Regions from separate parts of the Lactuca sativa genome. Here region 1 is linked to region 2. The links are chromatin contacts, called in public Hi-C maps. All regions are on one chromosome and are shown on one strand. Each heading gives the region's core, a stretch centred on a gene start, on an enhancer-like site or on the middle of the called end of the contact. The rest is flanking DNA. Distances are from core to core; before and after follow the strand shown. Region 1 holds the start of LOC111911270 (CDP-diacylglycerol--serine O-phosphatidyltransferase 1). Region 2 holds the start of LOC111911268 (DExH-box ATP-dependent RNA helicase DExH5, mitochondrial).

Evidence for each region. Hi-C and Micro-C count contacts between places; a contact is called where the count stands out from the background.
Region 1: a Hi-C map of leaf shows a contact between it and region 2, with 4 times the contacts expected there. The contact joins the promoter of LOC111911270 here to the promoter of LOC111911268 in region 2. A contact is called at or near these places in 3 of 4 Hi-C or Micro-C datasets (leaf and seed).

What each region holds. Positions count from the first base shown.
Region 1 is chr8:61,432,332-61,437,493 of Lsat_Salinas_v11, forward strand. LOC111911270 (CDP-diacylglycerol--serine O-phosphatidyltransferase 1) reads left to right here and starts at 2,535. Exons shown (of 13, transcript XM_023907070.3): 1 at 2,535-2,880; 2 at 3,641-3,831; 3 at 3,966-4,031; 4 at 4,134-4,193; 5 at 4,309-4,399; 6 at 4,532-4,586; 7 at 4,684-4,763; 8 at 4,891-5,007; 9 at 5,130-5,162. The coding sequence starts at 3,659.
Region 2 is chr8:61,232,845-61,237,833 of Lsat_Salinas_v11, forward strand. LOC111911268 (DExH-box ATP-dependent RNA helicase DExH5, mitochondrial) reads left to right here and starts at 2,112. Exons shown (of 17, transcript XM_023907069.3): 1 at 2,112-2,696; 2 at 3,048-3,199; 3 at 3,287-3,620; 4 at 4,007-4,102; 5 at 4,248-4,436; 6 at 4,530-4,689; 7 at 4,779-4,909; 8 at 4,984-4,989. The coding sequence starts at 2,358.

The DNA of each region.
Region 1 (5,162 bases), core at 1,285-3,784, 200 kb after region 2:
AACATAATCCTAACTCGATACTTTTTTTAACTAAATATTTTATTAGAAAGTTAGAAAAAAACTAACATATATGATATAACTAGTTTATAACCCGTGGGAACAACGGTTACAAAATTAATTAAGTTTTTTTAGTGAAAATTCAAAGTTATTAATCAATTATTTTAAATAAATTATTAATTAGGAGATTTTTTAGTTATATAAAACTATAATTATTGATTTTAAATAAATATGTGAAATTATATCACTTTATAATTTGTATTAATTTTATTTTAATGCTATTAATTTAATGTAGATAGAATGGAAAATTTAAAATTTAAAATAATAATCAATAGGTTGACATGTGGCAAGTATTAATTAGGAGACATAATATGGTGACACATGACAAAAGAAGAATAAAACATGCATTAATTAATAGGTTTAATAAGATGACACATGTCAAAAGGAGAATAAAACTATTCTTTTATTAGAATAGGAAGATTACAAGGGAATGGAAAGAATAGGGGTTGAAAACCACGCAACCCGGCTAATAGAAAGCTTCTTATTTCTACAAACAAACCAATTATACAAGTAATTGATCAAACTAGCAATCAACATAATCCTTTTTATCTTTTGACCATTAAAAATAATATCGTTCCTAAAATTCCAAAGCAACCACCACATAATCATGACAATCGCTTCCACTGTACTTTGCTTGGCAACAGACAAAAGAAGGGAATCGATCCAAACAACCATATCTTTAATTTCTGCAAAATTAGGAATAACAACATCGCACCATCTCTCAAAAAACGTCCAAATATTAGCAGCCACTTCGCACCGAATGAGATGATGATAGATATATTCCAAATCATCATTGAAATCAGAACAAACCACCGAAGGGACATCCACGCCTTTATTAAACAGTTTCATACGAGTTTGTAACCTATTTAAATGACATCTCAAATAGAAAATATTTACTTTAAGAATGACATATTTATTCCATCTGACATATTTATTTCATCTATAAATGTATGGGCTTTTAACACGACAAACTCAACAGAACCGCCAACATCCCACACCCACTTATCTCTACACTCCGAAAAAACGAACTGAAAGATAAGGGTCGTCAAATCTTGTAGCATCCAAAAATTACCCCTTGATTGGGCAAGACCAACTCCAATTCCAATCAACCACATTCTATATTTGATTAATACAACAATCTTTATCGGTCTCCAAAATAAAAAGTCTAGGAAACCACACCATCAAAGGACTATCATCAATCCACTTGTCTTTCCTAAAAGAAGTATTCAATCCATTACCAACTTTTTGAATAATAGCATCCCTTGAGATTGCTCCGATGTCATGAGTTGATTGATTGTACCAATGATCGAATGCTAAACTCATCTTTTACGAACCGAACCATCATTCCAACTAAAACCACCATGTTTCCCGTACAAAGACTTTCAAACTTTAACCCATATTGAATCATAATCCACTAAAAAACGTCACTTCCATTTAAGAAGCAAAGTTTTGTTAAAAGCTTCCAATGAACCAATATTCAAACCACCGTTTTGTTTATTGGCTAAAATAATCTCTCATTTAACCCAATGTAATTTATGGTTACCTTCTTCCTCCCTCCCCCCCCCCCCCCCCCCCCCCAAAAAAAAAAAAAAAAAAAAAAAAACATGCTCTAACCTTCTCAAGATGTCTGTTAACCACACTTGGCATGCAGAAGAGAGTCATATAAAAGATTCCTAAAGAACCCAACATTGACTTCAGTTCCATAGCACGACCCCTATAGAAAGTAATCAAATCTGCCAAGAAGCCAATTTTATTTGAAAGTTATCTATAATGACATTCCTGGCATTAAACCACGACATACAAGCACCAAACAGGAGACCCAAGTAAATAAAAAGCAATTTTGCACTTTTACAATATATAACTTAAACAAATTAATCCACCCCTATTGATAGACACTAATCCCGAAAAAATTAGATTTTTGAAGATTAATTTGAATACTAAAAACCATATAAAAGCATCGCAAAACATCAATCAAAATCCCAACATGATTAAATGTCTTAAAATAGAATGAAGAAGCACAAAAAAAAATGTTGGTCATAATTAAGTTGAATAATTCTTTCCACTTTAAAAAAAGCCAATTCAATTTAAAAAAATATATTTAATTGTTATTTTAAAAACATATTTATAAAAATCTATATATATTAGCAAAAGTTAATTTTCATTTCAAGTATTAGATCTTAATTTGGTAATAAATTATACTATTATCTTTAGATTTAAATCTCTGAATTATCTATTATAATATAAATTTATCAAAACCGTTGAATTAAACGATATAAATTATAAATTTGTGCAACCTTTATTCATTCTTTTGGGTCTAAACTTATAAAAGCCATAAACTTTTTTCTTGAAACTTAAAAAGTAGAAGAAAAAGGAGATAAAAAGAATAAAACAAAAGGATATTATTATCACATAATTATACAACACACCCTTACACATAACAATTTATGTTACGTTCTTTGGCTTCCTAATTCTCCTCTATCTTATAAAATCTGTCTTTTCTCTCTCTCTCTCTCTCTGGACCATCGTACTTTTTCTTCTCCCATATCACTGTTTTTCTCTCTCTCATCTCTCTGTGGCACCAATATATACATACACGCCCTATATATATACAAACACGGATTAATCAAGAAACATTTTTGAAAGAATATAAATTGAAAGAGAGAAAAGAATTCAGTTAGCTTCTAGCCTTTCAAAACCCTGATTAATCATACCTTCCATCAGTTCTTCCCAATATATATTTCATCATTGACCTCTTTTCTTTCAGAGATCAAAGGGTACGGATCTTTTTTCCTTCCAATCTTGCGGCTAGGGCTCAGTTAATATGTAATAAACTCTCTCTTTCTCTCTCCTGATAATCTGTTCTGATGTACATGTATGTCTGTGTACTTTTTAATACCTATATGTACCTTCTTTATCCATTTTCATGCACTCTGTATTACCATCTCTTCATTAATTTCTGTATTCTTTTTTGGTTCTGATATGGGTTTTCAATGTTTGATGGAAATTTCAAGTTGGGTTTGTTGATTATGCATCGCATTTTGACGACATGGTTTTGTTTTTAGTGTTTGATTTGAGATTCGATGGCGATATGATTGAAAGCCAATATGTGGGTGCTCGAATTATGTTGTGGAATTGATACATTCTTCGATCCTTTTTAATTAGAAAACTGTAGGAAAAGCAAGGATCGATAGAATTTCGTCAACTTATCAAAGGTCTCTAATCTCTTTCTGTGTGTGAAAATAGTGTTTTTCTCATAAATTTCCTCTCGAATCTTACTTGAATTCTTCATATACGATAATCTTTGAAATCAATTTAAATTCTTTGATTATAAAACGATAATCGTATGACGTTTTATGCCTTCTTCCGTTTCTTCTTTTTCTAATCTTGACCATTTAGTCAACCTAAATTCATTTTCCCCTTTTTTAAATTCATGCATTGCATCCAGCTATTCTCCATGGAAATGAAACCACATCCCTTCGGCCTTAATTTCTTGTGTACTTTTACTTTACATATCCCTTTATTGACTTCTTTTAAGGATTATTCACTAATCAACTATAATCATGGTTTTTTAATTTATTTGTAGTGATCAAGATATAGCTTTATGGAGACTAATGGTTTTAATAGGAGAGGAAGAAGAAGAGAACATATAATTCATTACAATATTAATGGCGAAGTGAGCACTTCATCTACTGATGAAGAACTCGACCCATGGACAGCTTGGGCCTACAAACCTCGAACTATTTCATTGTTATTCATTGGTGCATGTTTTCTTATGTAAGTTTCTTGAATTTCATGTTCAAAAATCAAGATTCTTGTATTTCTAATCATTAACCATTTCATTGTTATTCATTTGGGTTTTCAAATCTTGTTTTTTGTATAAGTTATGATTAAATTATTTTACTTTTCAGTTGGGCAAGTGGAGCTCTTACTCCTGAAAGTAATTCATCGCCTGATCTTGTTACATCAGTCAAAAGGTGAATCTTTTTTTTTATTATTATTATTATTATTCATATGATGATTTTGTGTCATTCATGCAATTATTGTTCATTTATTCTAATCTTTATTTCTTATTAAAGGGGCATATGGGCAATGATTGCAGTTTTTCTGACTTATTGTTTGCTGCAAGCTCCTTCAACGTAAGTTTCTTGATTTAACAAAGTTGCCCATATCATTATAATTAAGTTTTTGAGAAAATGACAACATTACCCCTACAAGACTTTAATCTTTCAATAATCTCATGATCTTTTTCAGGTTACTAATTAGACCACATCCTGCAATTTGGCGATTAGTTCATGGAATGGCTGTTATCTACCTTGTTGCTTTGACTTTTTTGCTTTTCCAGGTTGACTTTTTTTATCTTTACTTTCTTTATGCTAATACCCTTATATGGAACCTTCTCAACATTTTTGGGGGGTAAATTTGTAATTTCCACAATCCCCACCACCTAAAACTCGGCTAAAACTTTTCATGTCAGAATCGTGATGATGCTAGGCAGCTTATGAAGTATCTCCACCCTGATCTTGGAATTGGTAACATATTTTGTATTATTTACATTTCATATAAATTAGTTTATTTGATGTGTTGACTTTATCTTTGACATCTTTGACATTTTTGACATCTTCTCAGAGCTTCCTGAGAGATCATATGGTAGTGATTGTCGAATTTATGTGGCTGATAATCCAACTAGCAGGTTTATAAATGTTTATGTATGATTTCTTCTTTCACAATCTTTTTCATATCTTCTTTTCCTTTGAAAAAAGATTTTGTAGTTTTGAGTATCAAACAAGTCTTTTTTTTTCATCTTTAGATTTAAAATTGTTTTGGGTTTTTCAGGAGACACTTTTTGATGAATTTGTTCCTGCTCATATTTTCGGGTGGTGGGGTAAAGCAATAATGATCCGTAATCAGCCCCTTTTGTGGGTGTTATCAATTGGATTTGAATTAATGGAGGTTAGTGTTATGTATGATGGAATCAGCACAGGAATGGAATGGTTCATTCCATTCCATTCTTGAAGGAATGTGATTCCTTCCATTCCTTAGCCATGAGTTAATGTTTTTCTTTTATTTTTCAGCTGACTTTTCGCCATATGTTGCCAAATTTCAAT
Region 2 (4,989 bases), core at 862-3,361:
AAAGAAACCCTTAAGATTATAAATCTTAATAATGGTTTGGAATATGTTATTAAGGATTCTCAAAGTGACATCACTTCATATAAAGACCAAATGAAATAAACTTAGTAAGGTTAATATATTTCGATAGTGAGCTGCTGTCTTGGACCGTTTTCCTACCAAAACAAACTTGTCTAGCTGTGGTATTGACATTCCTTGTACCTTATGCCCGATTTATAACAACTCTATAAAAAGATATTCAACATGTGCTTATCGAGTGTTAAGTGACGTCCCAAATTCTTCTCAATATAAGTCGTTGGTGTGATATATGTTTGTCTAATCTTATTTTTATCCGTGATACGTGGTTTTTTGGATTCGTTGTATGTATCCATGACTCATAAAGCAATTTTAGAGGTGATCATAGTCACTATGTGGTGACATTATTTCCATGCAATTAGGAGTCGTAGTGTTCGTAAAGCGATCGACCAACAGGCGGTGGGAAACAGATGGAATAGGGAGAGAAAACAGGTTAAAGGATAAACCACAAGAGCACAGGAAAAAACGCGTGTCCAAGACACGTATCCAACCTTTGACCAATCAAATTGAACAACTTATGATATTAGAGGGAACATAATGTATTTGGAAAAAAGAAATGGGCCAATTGTGAAAACTATAAAAAGAAAGGACAACATATGAAAATAGTTAAAGATGTAGACCAAATACGTTAAAAAGGCATTACGTTCGCTATTCATAAGGTTTGATTTCTTTAATATATATATATATATATATATATATATATATATATATATAAAAGTTTAGGTTATTTTGTTCTAACTAATTATTGTGCGGACGTATCAACAATGCTATTCTTTGAGAGTGATAAATAAAATATGTTGTTTGATAATATAAATACGTTCAATCTTACATAAATATTGTCATTAACAAACATTCTCACTAATTAAATTGTCTATAAGGTTATTATACACTTATTATTATTATTCTCATTTCTGTCAGAATGTTTATTGAGTCGTATTCTGTAACAATGAAAATGAGTGAAAAACGATGTGTGAGAACAAAAATAAATAATAATTAGCGAGAATGCATGAAAATGACCATATTTTTGTAATGTTGAACGTATTCGCATTGCTAAACAACTTATTCTCTTAGTAATTCTCATAGAATAACATTGTCCACACATCCGCACAATAATTAGTTAGAATACTTGAACCTAGCTCTCTATCTTTGTCTCTGTCTCTATATATATATATATATATATATATATATATATATATATATATATATATATATATATATATATATATATATATATATATAGGGCTAGGTTATAATGTGGGTGGACAACTATTGTGTGGACGTGTAGATAATGCTATTTTATGAAAATTACTAAGAGAATATGTTGTTTAGTAATGTGAATACATTCAATCTCACATAACTATTGTTATTTTAATGGATTCTCATCAATTCTAATTCATTTTTGTTCTTATTCATTGTTTTTTTATTTATTTTAATTCTTACAGAATACTACTCAATAAACATCCTGATAACATTATGACAACATTATGACAGAATGAGAATAATTAAAAAAAATGTATAATAACCTTATAGACGTTTTAATAAATGAAAATGCTTAAATATTAAAATAATTATATAAGATTGAACGTTTTCATATTATTAAATAACATATTTTCTTTGTAATTCTCACAGAATAACATTATCCACACGTCCATATAATAGATGTCAATCCACATTTGATACAAATTTTTGATATTTAAATTATAAAAAACTATTTAGTTTTATTAAAATTTGAATATTTATTTATATTTTATATGTTTATAATCTTAAGTGTTTTTTTTACAAATAATATTTTATGGTAACCTGAAATCTAGTATTACAAGTAAAAATAACAAAACCGACAAAAAAATAATAAGTTTGCAACATAATCAAACCAAAAATATGTGGTAGGGTAAAATTGATATTTTCGACCAAGTTTAAGACTTTTATTGTATTACATTCGAAAGCATTTTATGATTTTATTCTATAAAATACTTTAACAATAATCATGTCCTTTTAATGATAAAAAAAAGAACAACTCTTTCTTTCAGTTCTCAAATAATAATATGTTATTATTGGTATATGCTCAGGACTGCATCTGAAATTTATTTGGTACAAACCAAACCCTTTCTAGCAATCCACCACCATTTTCACCGTCCCCGTCGCCACCGCCGCCGTTTTACTGACAACATACCACCATCCTGGTGCGGTGGCTAATTAGCCTTCTTGTGTATGTAAATCGCTTTTCACCATTATCTTTCGTGCCCTAAAGCCCTTGATAAAACCTCACACCACCACCGTTTACGGCGATGAAGGACATACCGCGTCCGTCTTCGTCCGGCTCCGTGTACGTGCCTCCGCACCATCGCCTTCGCTCCGTCGTCACTACCTCTGCCCCTGCCCCTGCCCCTGCCCCTGTCCCTGTCCCTGTCCCTGTCCCTGTCCCTGCCCCTCTACCCGATATCTCATCTACTCCCCATGCTGTTCTTGACAACAAAACCTCTTTTGTTAGTTCATCTCAGAGCAATATTAACAATAGGTTTACAGTTCCTTATCCTTACTTGCCTCCTCACCAAATTATAAAATCTCAGGCCGTTGCCGTCTCTCAAGAAGGCCCCCGTCGCGAATTCGATTTCTCTTTCCATCCTGTGAGTTTTATTTAACTACATTCCTTGTAAATTAGGAATTTTAGTTTTTGTAGTAAAGAATATAATTGAAGTTATTTAACCAAGTTCATGACAAGAATAACGTAAGTGTTTAGTAACATGCTTCCTCCTCAGTTCACTTCGATCATTGTTTTCTTATAAGTGATACTCAGCGCTATGGTTCGTAAAATTGTCAGGACAAGCACCACTGCGTGCATTTTTAAGTAATCATAGGAAGAATCAATGATAAAACTTGCAAGAAATCATAGAAAATATCAACATGGTCTCTTTTTTTTGTCAGGAATCAATCATAAAACTTGCTGTTGTATTTTAATATTCTTTATACATTTCCAGGGTGCTTACACATCTGATATAGAATCTTGGAAGTGGAAGCTAACAACACTAATAAACAGCAAGGATAAACAAGAACTGGTTTCAAGGGAAAAAAAAGACAGGCGTGACTATGAACAAATATCAGCCCTCGCAACTAGCATGGGTTTGCACAGGTACTATCATCATTTCAAGAGTTAGCACACATGCCTACTTATATATATTATTGACCAAAATAACCTTTTTCCTCTAAATCTTGACAGCCATTTGTATGCCAAAGTGCTTGTCATTAGCAAGGTTCCATTGCCAAACTACCGATTTGATCTTGATGATAAACGCCCTCAGAGGGAGGTGGCCTTGCCTGAGGGGTTGCAAAAGAGAGTTGATGCTCATTTGAAAGAATATCTTTCTTTTAAGGCTGAAAGTATGAAAGGGTCTCAAGATGATTTGATTTCAAAGACAAATAGCAATGGTAACATTGGTAGTGATGAAGGTTTCTTTGAGCTACCAGAGTTGTCATCACAAGGCAAGGCTGCCATTGAGAAACTCCTTTGGAGGAGGAGTGTGCAACTGCAGGCTGAACAACAAGCTTGGCAGGTTCAATTCTTAAAACTAATCAAGAACTGATTTTAAACCTGTTATGTAGTATATTATTATTATTATTATTATTATTATTATTATTATTATTATTATGTGGGAATTCATAGCATAAGAAACATATAAAATGGGAAAGAAGATATTGCAAACCTCTAACTGTGTAAATCCTTTGTCAGTTGACTAATGTTAAATGTTAATAATTAACGATTCAAAGTTCTATTTATCTTCTACATTGTTTCTCCAGTTATTATCATTCATAGTTATTTGTTGATAGCATTTGGTAATGTTATGCTTATGCACTTTGTTATTTTGTAAATCTAAAGAATTGAATATGTAAGTAAAATAATAGTACAAATACTATTATGACAAATGTTCATTTATTATAGGAATCTTCAGATGGTTGGAGGATGCAACAGCTTCGTAAAAATCTCCCTGCTTACAAAGAGAGAAATACAATATTAAATGCCATTTCACAGAATCAGGTATTTCATACACTTTCTTTCATAGTTTTTTTATGTTTTCACATCCATTTTTATCATCAAAGTTGTTCTTGAACCTTCCAACTCTAACTTCATTGTAAAGTCAAGCTTTTATGCATCTTCAAATAATATACATTTTTCTTTATAGGTTGTTATCATCTCAGGTGAAACCGGTTGTGGGAAAACAACACAGATTCCTCAGTTTATTCTAGAATCAGAGATTGATTCTTTTCGTGGGGCCACATGTAGTATCATATGCACTCAACCTAGACGTATTTCCACCATGTCTGTTTCAGAAAGAATTGCCACAGAGAGAGGCGAAAAATTGGGTGGAACTGTAAGCAATACTTTATTTACCCCAAGAATCTTTGACTTCCATTGACTTTCTCATAGCTTTATTAAATTTAAACCTTTTTCTTTCTTCTTAAAGGTTGGATATAAAGTTCGGTTAGAGGGTATAAAAGGAAGAGACACCCGACTTCTGTTTTGCACTACAGGAATCTTGTTGAGAAGATTACTTGTTGATAGAAACTTGAAAGATGTTACTCATGTTATTGTAGATGAGATTCATGAACGTGGCATGAATGAAGGTAATTAATGTTTATATATTTAACCATAATAGTACTATTATGGTTAAATATATATGTAAAAAATAATTAAAGTTCTTTCTTGTTTTCAGATTTTCTGCTTATTGTTTTGAAAGAATTACTTCCTAGAAGGCCAGAATTAAGGCTTGTTTTGATGAGTGCAACATTGGATGCAAATCTTTTTTCAACCTACTTTGGTGGTGTTCCAGTGGTTCAGATTCCGGTAATATTTTTGTTTTTTATTAATTTTTATCCATGTTTAATTATTTATCTCATTAGTTTTTTGAAATGTTGTAGGGTTTT